Regions from separate parts of the Mus musculus genome. Here region 1 is linked to region 2. A link is a contact called in public Hi-C data. All regions are on one chromosome and are shown on one strand. The core of a region is the stretch at or near the end of the contact, and the rest is flanking DNA. Distances in the headings are between cores, read along the strand shown. Region 1 holds the start of Rnf217 (ring finger protein 217). Region 2 overlaps Rnf217 (ring finger protein 217).

Region 1 (5,173 bases), core at 1,371-3,870, 57 kb before region 2:
GATGTTTGAGCCTCTGGAACTGGAGCTACAGACAATTGTGAACTGCCATGTGGGTGCTGGGAACTGAACCTGGGGCCTCTGGAAGAACATTCAGTGCTTTTAACTGCTGAGTCATCTCCTCAGCCCCCATAGCAGGGTTTTTGTTGTTGTTTGTTTCTTTTGTTTGTTTGTTTTGTTTTTTGTTTTTCAAGGCGGGGTTTCTCTGTATAAGAGCCCCAGTTTTCCTGTAATTTGCTCTGTAAACCAGACTGTCTTTGAACTCACAGAGATCTGCCTACTTCTAGTACTTTCCGTATAATTGTTTAATGATATTTAACATTACGCATTTTTCTCCATGACAGGAGAATTTCACTATAGCTTTTATATGCACAATTAAAGTGATTTAGAGTCTAAATTATCACATATTTTTTTTCTAATTAGCTAATTTTGTTTTTAAATAGTCTAATATCTGGCTAAAAATTTTCAAGGAAGCCCCAAGTAAGCCATATTCAAAGGGCAGGTTAAAAAAAGGTGATAATAGAAATGACTAGTACTACAAAGTCATTAAGAGAATCCTAAGGTTCTGGATCTGACATTGAATTCTGAATTTGAGTTCAGATATTAAAGGTGGAGGATTATGGGAGTTGTTCAGTTCAGGTTAGGACATGCTGAGAGTTGAAAGTGATATAGGCAGGACACTAAAGACACTTTTGTTGCAGAAACAGCCATATACAGTTTGTCAGCTGATGGTCTGAGCAGAGACAATATTAACGTCTATAGTATGTCTGTGAAAATTTTGTTATACACACACACACACACACACACACACACACACACATATATATATATATGTATATATATATGTATATATATATATATATATGCTATATTTCCTGTTTCTTTTTCTTTTTGCCATTGTTGTTTTGTTTGTTTGTTTGTTTTTAAGACAGAGGTTTTCTACATGTAGCTCTGGTTGACTTAGAACTTACTCTACAGACCAAAAGTGGCCTTGAACTCAGAGGTCCACCTGACCTTTGCTTCCCAAGTGCTGGGATTAAAGGTGTGTGCCACCACTACCCAGCTAGTAACTATATTTTCACTCTTTTTTTTTTAAAGAAAGAAAGAAAGGAAGAAAGGAAAGAAAGAAAGAAAGAAAGAAAGAAAGAAAGAAAGAAAGAAAGAAAGAAAGAAATCCCATCAGCACACTTATCAGTGGTGCTCCATGAACCTGGGATAGACTGAGCAAAGACCCACCATTATAGGATTGCGTTATGATTCCTCTGTGCTGTTGGGGACCTGTGAGTCCCAGACCTCATGCTAGAGGTGCCAGGCCCAGGAGTCAGGCACGAGAGGATTTACCTAGAGGAAGATGACATGTTGCTCAGAAATGCTAGCAGCATGTAGCAGGAAGAAGTCCTGGTAAGGAAAGAAAGGGCAATCCTTGAACAGGGAGATGGAGTCTTCTGGAGTCCCAGCAACATCCGTCCACTTACCTGTCTGGGCTTTCCAGCGGGTTGTGTTTCTGAGGTGGATACTGAGGATTGAGTGAGTGAGCTATCTCTCCAGGCTGCCTGAGTACCATTTAATCATCAAAAAATAGTTATTCTTCATTCTTGGGTCAGACTACTGAGTGCCAGGGCATCTGGCGGCAAGTCACCATGCTCTGGTGTACCTGAGCTTCAACCGCACCTGATTGAAACCCATGACCTTTGGGTCTCTGCTTGGTCAATACTGAATTCTTAGTTCCCTTGTAGCCTTTGCATTTGCCTTGGAAAATATTTTAGAACAAATCAATAACAACTTCAAGGTTAAAAAATAATCTACACATTTAACAGATTTTTCCTTTGACATGAATGTGTAAATTGAATTCCCTCCCTATTTTAAAAAAATAAAAATGGTTGGCTTCCCAAAAATGTTTTCATTGGCTTTAGAAAACTAAATCACACCAGTGTTTGGGTGACTAATACTTCCTGTAAAATAAAGATAGATCAACACATAATTAAGTTCTGGCTGAGATATAATTGTTGCCTTGGAAACAGTTTTGGGTATGAATATGGTTATGTTAATAAGTTTCCCTGATTCCTAATGATGATCCAGCTGATTAATCAGGCCAGGCTACCCACTTAAAGGGGTTCAGAAACAAAACAAAAACCAAACAAACAAACAAACAAAACCCCAAGAGCCCACAAAAATAATTCGCGAGAGAACACTGAGCAGAGGAAAAGCAGTAAATGTCAGATTAGTTATTCCTTAGTGCTTGTAAATATTATAGTTGGAGGAGCAGACGACAAGTGCTTTTGGGTTATTTATGGTTTTCGAAGATCCTTCCTATCGCACCAGGTAGAATGCACACCATCGCCTCTACTTCTCGAGCGTGACATCCCAGTGTGTTCTCCGTCCAGAGCCCAGGGTCCAGCAGTTTTTGTCGGAAGTTCTACTTAAAGCAGAGCACTAAGGGGCGCCTGCAAGCGCTTAAGCATTTGGCTGGGGCCGAGTGGGAATTCTTAGGGGTGAGAGCACAGCTCAGCTTAGATCACCCTCACTCCTGTGTGCGTGCGACTGTGTGCGTGGGCGCCCGCGCGCGTATGTGTGTACGTGTGGGGAGGTGTGTGCCAAAGGGGTGGGGTGAGGGGAGGGAGCAGGGCCCTAGGTGCTGCACGAGGAGAGGGAGGTCTCCCGCTTCTCCTCCAGGGACACCAGCCACTGCTTGCGGACTCGGCCACCTCTCGGTGACGCCACAGGCCCGGCGACCCTCGGGATCGCCGGCTGCGCGCCCCGCCGCGGAGGCAGGGATGGCGCGGGGCTGACCGTCTCCTCCCGCCTCCCGGGAACTCTTCCGCCCCACCCGGGACTCGCGGGTCCGCGGCAGCGCCGCGACGTGCATGCGGGCCGGGCCCCCTCAGCCTGAGGCCCTCGGAGTCCTCGAGGCGGTGCCCGGCCGCGCCGGACGAGGAGGAAGACGACGACTACGAGGTGGAGGAGGAGGAGCCGGCTGCCCGCACGCTGCGGCCCGGGAGCCCGGGCTCCCCGGAGGGCGCTTGGGGCGTCCCGGCCCCGGAGGAGGGATCCGGAAGCAGAAGGGCCGCCGCGAGTGGAGCGGAGCCGCTTGCCCGCGCTGCCCGGCGCCGGCTGGGGGTCCGGGCGGCTGGATGGGCGGCGGCGGCGCAGGCCGCGGGCGGCGATGGGCGAGGAGCAGAGCACGGTGAGCGGCAGCGGCGGGGCGCGGGCCTCTGGCGGAGGCTCGGCGGGCCAGCCCGAGTCCCCCAGGCCGCGAGGGGACCGCGTCCGGACAGCCGGGCCGCGCGCTGCAGCCTCCTCTTCACGGCCGAACGGCGGCGGCGGCGGCAGAGACCCGGGCTGCGTGGACGCGAGTGTCCAGGAGCCTGCGAGCAACCGGGCCCCGGCAGGGCAGCCCGCGCGACTGCCACTCAGCGGGCCCCTGGACCCCCAGAGTCTGGAACTGCAGCTGGAGCGCGAGGCGGAGGGAGCGGGGCCACGGGAGGCGCCCCCCGGCCAGCAGCCCCCCGACGGGCTGCTCCTGGACGTGCTGGCCCAGCGACACCCGCCCCCCGCCAAGCCGCAAGTCCTCTGCTCCGTGTACTGCGTGGAGAGCGACTTGCCCGAGGCCCCCTCCGCCGAGTCCCCGTCGCCGTCGGAGTCCCCACCTCAAGCACCGCTGGGGCCGATTCCCGCCAGCCCGCCGCCCTCCTTCCCCAGCTCCCCGCTGTCGCTCCCGGCTGACCCCCTTTCCCCCGACGGCGGCAGCATCGAGCTGGAGTTCTACCTGGCTCCGGAGCCCTTCTCCGTGCCTGGCCTATTAGGGGCTCCACCCTACTCTGGCCTGGGGGGAGTAGGGGACCCCTATGCGCCCCTCATGGTGCTGATGTGCCGGGTGTGCCTGGAAGACAAACCCATCAAGCCCCTGCCCTGCTGCAAGAAGGCGGTGTGCGAGGAGTGCCTCAAAATCTACCTGAGCTCTCAGGTAACTCTCCACTACTCTCTGCCCACCCTCAGCCCTGATCGCCATGGCAAGGCATTAAACTTCCTAGCAAGGACAGAGGTGACCGGTCCCCTTATCCAGGGTCTCCAGCAATTGCTGGCGTTCTAGTTGTTATTGAATGTATTTTACTCACACTGGTTTATTGGCTGGTTAACTCTGCTCTGAGATTCAGGTTTTGGTTGGCAGCTGCTAGAGGAATGAGGTGGATTGCCCTCTGATTATTTTGTCTGTGGATTGCATGCAAGAGCTTGTTCCCAGGAAAGTAGAAAGACTGCCTCACAGGCCTGGCATCCCAGAAACTAACAGACAGTGAGCATAAAATAAATATTTGTGGACCTGGTGAGGAGAAGGTTTGGAATTAGTATGTCAGGGCTGTGATAACCTGCCTTTTAAATTCGTTGCCTTTGTATATAGCCAGCGAAATGTAAAGAAGAAAGAGCAAAAAACTCTTGCCTACCCTTCCACACCGAAGTTAAAATACTTTTTTTCCACTGAAATTTTAAGCCAGCACAATACTTTTATCTCTTCAAGAGAGAAACAGAACAGAAAGAGCAAAACAAAGCAGAGAGACCAAAGGTTTAACCAAACAGGGGAACGCAGAACTTCCTTCCCTCCCTCCACCCTCTTCTGACGGGCTTGTTGGTTTTTTTTTTCTTGGAAAGCTTGAGAAACCCTCCTTCATGGTTTTCAGTCTGTGGTGTTTCTGACAGCATTTTGCACAATCCTTAATGCCCTTTGATCCCATGTCTGATTGTCCTAGGCCTATTCATCTTTCAAAACCTTGTCTGTTCAGGTGCCAGCGTTTCTGTGCCAGACGCTGCTTTACCTCAGCTTCCAGGCCACTGCTCAGATATTTTTAAAATGTGTCTTCTAATCGTCCCTGCACTGAAATTGTTCCCTTCCTGCCTGTTTGTCTCCGTAGACTGGACACTGATTTGTTTGTCTGTATCGGCTGAAGGCATTTGAACCGGGCTCTGAACAGTGTGGTTCCTGTGTATTTTGTGGGTAGCTGCATTGCTGGAGTCTGGTCTGAAAGGGTGGAGTGTGCCCAATTGGAAGTGCAAAGGCAAACTTACATGGAGTGGAACATTACACTAACAAGAGCTCGGCCCAAGCAGCTGAGACTAGCCACATGCCCCTGAGAGACCATGGTGTCTGTTTTGGGATGTATCCACCGGTGGAGATTTAAACAGG
Region 2 (5,697 bases), core at 1,031-3,530:
AGCCCTTTGATACAGTGTTAGGTGCATATTCATGGTTGAATTTTATTTTAATATTTTGCCATAACTGCATTTGACTTTCAAATCCATTATATTTTTTGTCTAGCCAGAATTCAAATTATATCTGGACCACACATTGACTATAATTTATTATCTTTAAAGTAAGAAGTGACTATGGCTTGGTGTTATAGCTACTCAAAAGCTAGGACTAGAAGGTCCCAAGTTCAAAACCCATTCAAGGATGGCCTGGGTAACTTAATTAGACCATGCCTCAAAATAGCAGAAAGAGTACCAAATGTGTGTGCAGCATTTGCCTAGCATGTATAGAATTCTAGCTTCAATTTCCTGTATTTCAGTGTGTGTATGTGTGCGTGTGAATGTGTATGTGTATGTGTAAGTGTCTATGTATGCAAGAAAGAGATGAACTGATTCTGAATATTTAATGGCTTTCCAGTTAAAGTTCACACCATGAATAAAATGTATACTTGTAAGGCTAATTAGCATTGTTTTGTAGAACTACCCAGCTTAAGTTTGTTTCAGAAGGTTATTGGCTTGTGTAGTCACTATAATCAAGGAATCTTTTGGCTTACATCTAATGACATCACTAAATACCTTATATTCACTTCTAAGATGCATTTTCATGGTTCTGATATGTCCTGCTATGATGACTGTTCTTTTTTCACATGTGTGGCACAGTTAGAGATGTACATAATGCCTGCAAGTTCCTTTCTTAATTAAAAGCCCATTTAGTTAGTGGGGGGGAGGGGTCTGTTTATGCTGTGACATATATCTGGAAATGCAATGCTTTATATGAGTGTGGCTTTTAAATTCAGTACATGATGATTTGCTTGCCAAAAATCTGTCTCTGAATACTTCTTAGTTCCATTGCTGGTCTTCACTGCAGGGCTTGGAAACATGGAATAGCCCTGTGTGCTGCTTCTCTGTCGTTTTGAAACCAGAGGTCTGCCTTGTGCCTGTTAAGTTTTGATAAAGAAATTTGATAAGAAATTAACTCAAGAAGATTAAGTACACATTGGGGCAAGACAGTGAAATAATGCCAAAACTTGTTTATTTATGTCAAAAGAAAGGTGTTTAAAATGGTAAACTGGATAGAGACGGGAAGGCATGGAGTGGAAGGGCTGGTCTATGGCTGCCATCTTGAGGTATAAACCTTTGGAGAGCCTAAGTGAAAGCAGTCTGTGTATTTTTCACATAGTTTTGATTCTTGAATCATATTGTTTTACTTACCAAAAATAAAGTTAAATAAAAAAGAAAATGTTACAAAGCAAACCTATAAATACAATAAGAAATGAACAAAGGCACTTACCTGTTTATCAGGCTGACTGAATAATCATGCTAAAGAATTTACTCAGAAAAGTTACATACACCTTGCTATGACACTTACTCAAAGAAATATACCTCGGGGAAGGGGGTGGGGGGAGAAAGAGAGAGAGAGAGAGAGAGAGAGAGAGAGAGAGAGAGAGAGAGAGAGAGAGAGAGAACACGAACTGTTTGCATTAGTTTTTCTCACTGGAGATAAGACCTACAAGCAGAGTGGGGATATAACCAGAGGCATTAACTTGTAATCAGAGTTTAATAAGGAAGGAGATGATGATAGGTGATGCAGCCTTAAAGTAGTGATGCTTTAGTAGAAACCGGAGCACCGCTAAAGCCCAGATCCTGGGTTTCAAATAGAATTACCCCTCATTCAAGATGCAGTGCTCTGAAGAATCTGCTGATTTAGCTCCATGACAAGGAATTATTCAAGACTAATTCAAACCTGCCAAAAGATGCTGACTCACTGGGTCTCTTCTGGCCAAGCTTAGGCCAGTTGGAAAGACGGTAATGGATTGTTACATGATGATTTAAAGAGGAAATACTGAGGATACATACACACATACCCCCCACCCACATACATGCATACTCTCATAAATGTACACACATGCTCACGTGTTCACACACATACACTCACACACACACACACACACACACACAGCATGCAAAGTGCTCTGGCTCAGAATTACAGCTAATAGAAGTAGAAGGAATAATACAACTAGAAAATACTACATTTTGCAATGCCTATCAGTGTCTGATTCAGGGACAGATCAACAGATGGGAAAGCCACTGTGTAAAACATTCTTGGGGGAACCAAATATGGTTCTGTGTCCAAGCACCAACTTATATATTACATGTTAATCAGAGAAGGAAGAGACTGTGCTGTGATGGAGTGCTCTAGCTAAATGAGTACACTTGCTATCAGCAGCAGTGAGGGCTGAGCTGTATGCCTCCTGGCCCGAGGTTTGGCAAGACACCACATCAGAAAAATGCTCACCTGGTTTTCTCAGGATGAAGTAATCACCACATGGACATTATGAGACATTCTTCAAAATAACCGACCCAAGTTTCTCTCTCACATTTAATGACAGTATTTTCTTAAGATGAAGGGCTGAAGCAGCGGAACCACTAGGACAGTTGAATAGACTCTGTGCTCCTTAATCAATATTGACTTGTTTTTAAAAAGCAACTGTGAAGTGCATGAGAGGGGAAAATGGAGGACATGTGAATATGGCATTTATATAAGGTAAAAATACTTAAGGTGGGCTGTGTCCTCATCACATGGCTACATTGTGATTAAACATTTTACCATGATTAAGCACAATGAAAAATATGTGTGTAAGAGAGAAGCCAAATGTTTCAAAATAGAAAACTAGAAATAAATTAGTGGATAGATTATAGCCTAGGGTATACATTTTTCTTTTTAAAAATGATACATTAATAATGCTTTGTCAGCAAAGGAATTTGGCATATTTGAATTTGCAAACAAGGAAGATACAGAAGGCAGCATTGTACTTCCCTGAATGTGCATTAGCACTGAAATGTTTTGGAAATATTCAGTCACATCACTTTGAGACCTCAAAACAAAATGTTTCCTTAGTTGCCATGTTAGTGTAGATCCTTTGAAAAGTACTTTCCCTTTAAAAAAAAAAAATCACCTGTAAGCATCTGTTTCTTGAGAAATTGAAAAACAGGAAAAAACCAAGCCAGTGCTAAAATTATGTCCATGAAAATCATACATTGCCAGTTTTGCTCATGAGATCAAAGTCTCGGCTTGCTATATGGAAGACCAGCTTTGTGGCCAGAGGTTTTGTGGGTCCTGAGGTTTCTACCTGCTCCCCCTCGTTTATGTGGCTTCTCTAGTGCAACGGGCTGGAGCGAACGTCCTGTGCCCTACAACAGGACTTTAGACAGAGATGTTTATCTCCTGTCTTTGGCCTGGGGACATATGTCTGCCAAGATTTTGATTATTCTGTTTCAATTTATGTCAATAAGTAAATACTACGTCCTGCTTCTTGTATGCAGGACAGGTTCTGGTGTTATGTAGGAAATTAAGATTAAACAAAAACTGCATCTTGTCCCTATGAGAAATCGGTAATCCACACAAAGAAGTCTTGAGACTGTTAAATCAGCTTCTCCGAGATAGAGAAACGGCTGTGGCTTAAGAGGGCACACTCTGGGACATTATGCTGTGAGTGCCTGGTGATCTGAGGTCCCTTGGCTTTCTCTACTGTCATGCTTCTTTTTCTCAAAATGGAGGACTGGGCTGAGTCATCCAGATGGTTGGGCCCTTTACAGAACCATGATTTACAGACCTGAGATCTGGTTGTCGATTTTTTTAATTGCCCTGTTTTCTGATACTAATTAGTACAGCTAGGCTGCCAAGTAAACATCTGCTCAAGGCTGAATTCTGGGTAAAGGCTCTCCTTTGGCTGTGCTTGCTGGAAACTATTCATGCTTCACATAGAATATTAGATAATTGCCATAAATACTGTAAAGTGTGGGAGCAGGATCAGACTTTTAGACCAGTACATGGCTAAGGATCTCACAGGAAAAGTGAAATGGACTGACATATGTTAAGACTTACAGTTAGTAACATATGCATACATTGATATAATAACACTGCTATTTTGCATGACAAAATATTGAGGTATATATGTGAGTGAGTGTGTGTATGTGTTTGTATGCTTTTTTTTTTAGGCGATAGTCTACTATGGATAAAAGGGTAGTAAAATGGTTGATATTAGGTAGTATTAATACAGCCCTTGAGAATCATTTTAACAGTATGTTTTTGAAAATTTTAGAATAATCATTCCCTTTGACCTAGTAATTACAGTTCTGGAAATCTAGCCTAAGGAAATAACTTCTAATACAGAGGCCTTTTGCACTGAGGTATTCATCCCACTGAAGTGACATGCATTAACTGGGTGCAGTGTCAACATGGAGGTAGACTGTGGCTGCTTGCTGATGGATTGCAGAGTAGTCAATATGTTCTCTGCTTCTTGGATACCAAAAGTGATAACATAAAAAAGGCTGACACTGTATAGTGTGGGCAGGTAAGATACTAAAGTGAGTTACATATAGACTGAATATGATAGTGTGTGTGTGTGTGTGTGTGTGTGTGTGTGTGTGTGTGTGTATGTGTGTGCGCGCTCGCGTGCGTACATTGGGTGGAGGGGAGGGAAATAGAGAGAATTATCCAGAAAATAAAAGAACTAATTTTAAATGGTAGTATTTAGATGGTAAACCAAGGCCTGGTGTTTCTACTTTTCCATTTTCCAAATCTCTTTTATAAAACCATTACTTAGTTATGCAAATACATGTCATCTCATTTTCCCTATATGATCAAAGCAGCTAAGAAAATAAGTTATTACATCCTTCAGTAAATAAGTCCGTCCACTGACCAAAGCTATTATCAGATATTACCCCATGTGCTCCAAGCCCCCGATGTGTTCTTATGAGAGAAAGGAGAGGTACAGTGGCCATAGCTACAAAGTAAGTAAATACATCATTTGCAAGTCTGTTGACAGTGTGTCTTAAGAGTCTTACAGTAATCACACTCTTGACCCAATAATGCAGTCCATTTTCCCCGATACTTCTATCCAGTGATACCCAAATTACAGCTTTTTGTTTAGGAATAAAAAATAGATATTTCAGATCTCTCATATGAAATAATGATATTATTTAACAATCAGATAAATATATATATATATTTCTATTACCTTTAGCAGAAGTCCTTTAGTGTTTTAGCTAGTGAAAGTTCAATAACTAATGCATTAATAAACGTCAGTAGCAAATGTTTGTGTTACTTAGCTTTTGGTCACTAAGACAAAGAGAACATAGGAGAACATCCAGAGGGATCCATTTTGGCTTATAGTATCAGGATTCAGCCTGTTGTTGGCTGGATCTGATCTTTCTGGTTATAGGATGTGTGAACCTGAGAAGCTGTTGTCTGGAGTTTCCAGAAAGCAAAGAGAATTGGCAGAAAGGGGCCAAGGACTAGGTCTACCTTTCCAGGACACATCGTTCAAGCATATCCTGCCTTTTCGTTTCATTTCCCACCAATTTTCTATTGAGAGTTTTAATGAAGCAATCAATAAATCCATTGATGAAGGTATAGTGTGGGAGTAACCTTTTGATGTCTGAGACTCTTGCAGGGGCACGTAACCTCTAAACCGTCCTACTACTACCTTTTCTTCTAAGCTGTTTAGTAACACGTATAGGAAGATGGACTGTGACAAACGGGTAGTCAGAGAAAGCCACAGAAATTCCCCTTTTCAATGATCACCAGCATCATCAAGACCATAGAAAGCCATGAGTGTGGGTTATTCTAACAAGGCTGGCCTTACAGCCTGAATGAGTCTG

What was found. Hi-C and Micro-C count contacts between places; a contact is called where the count stands out from the background.
Region 1: a Hi-C map of the N1E-115 cell line shows a contact between it and region 2, with 2.8 times the contacts expected there. The contact joins the promoter of Rnf217 here to the enhancer-like site in region 2. A contact is called at or near these places in 4 of 39 promoter capture datasets (the 3T3-L1 cell line, 3T3-L1-derived adipocytes and liver), 1 of 15 datasets of contacts at CTCF or cohesin (the NIH/3T3 cell line), 24 of 484 Hi-C or Micro-C datasets (the 3T3-L1 cell line, the C3H10T1/2 cell line, LSK cells and 15 more), 7 of 115 datasets of contacts at active chromatin or transcription factors (bone marrow-derived dendritic cells, bone marrow-derived macrophages, embryonic fibroblasts and 3 more) and 2 of 9 other capture datasets (adipose tissue and pancreatic islet).

The regions. Positions count from the first base shown.
Region 1 is chr10:31,607,172-31,612,344 of GRCm38.p6, reverse strand. It overlaps Rnf217 (ring finger protein 217), which reads left to right and starts at 2,620. Exons shown (of 6, transcript NM_001146349.1): 1 at 2,620-3,961. The coding sequence starts at 3,161.
Region 2 is chr10:31,549,579-31,555,275 of GRCm38.p6, reverse strand. The region is part of intron 1 of Rnf217 (ring finger protein 217); the gene reads left to right. Among named protein-coding and RNA genes, the nearest start is that of Rnf217, 57 kb to the left of the region's middle. Within about 2 kb of position 2,280, at least 30 of the 459 cell types and tissues checked have an H3K27ac peak or open chromatin away from gene starts, as enhancers often do. A contact at or near this core is called in the C3H10T1/2 cell line, the MNK3 cell line, the N1E-115 cell line and 2 more, where this site is marked.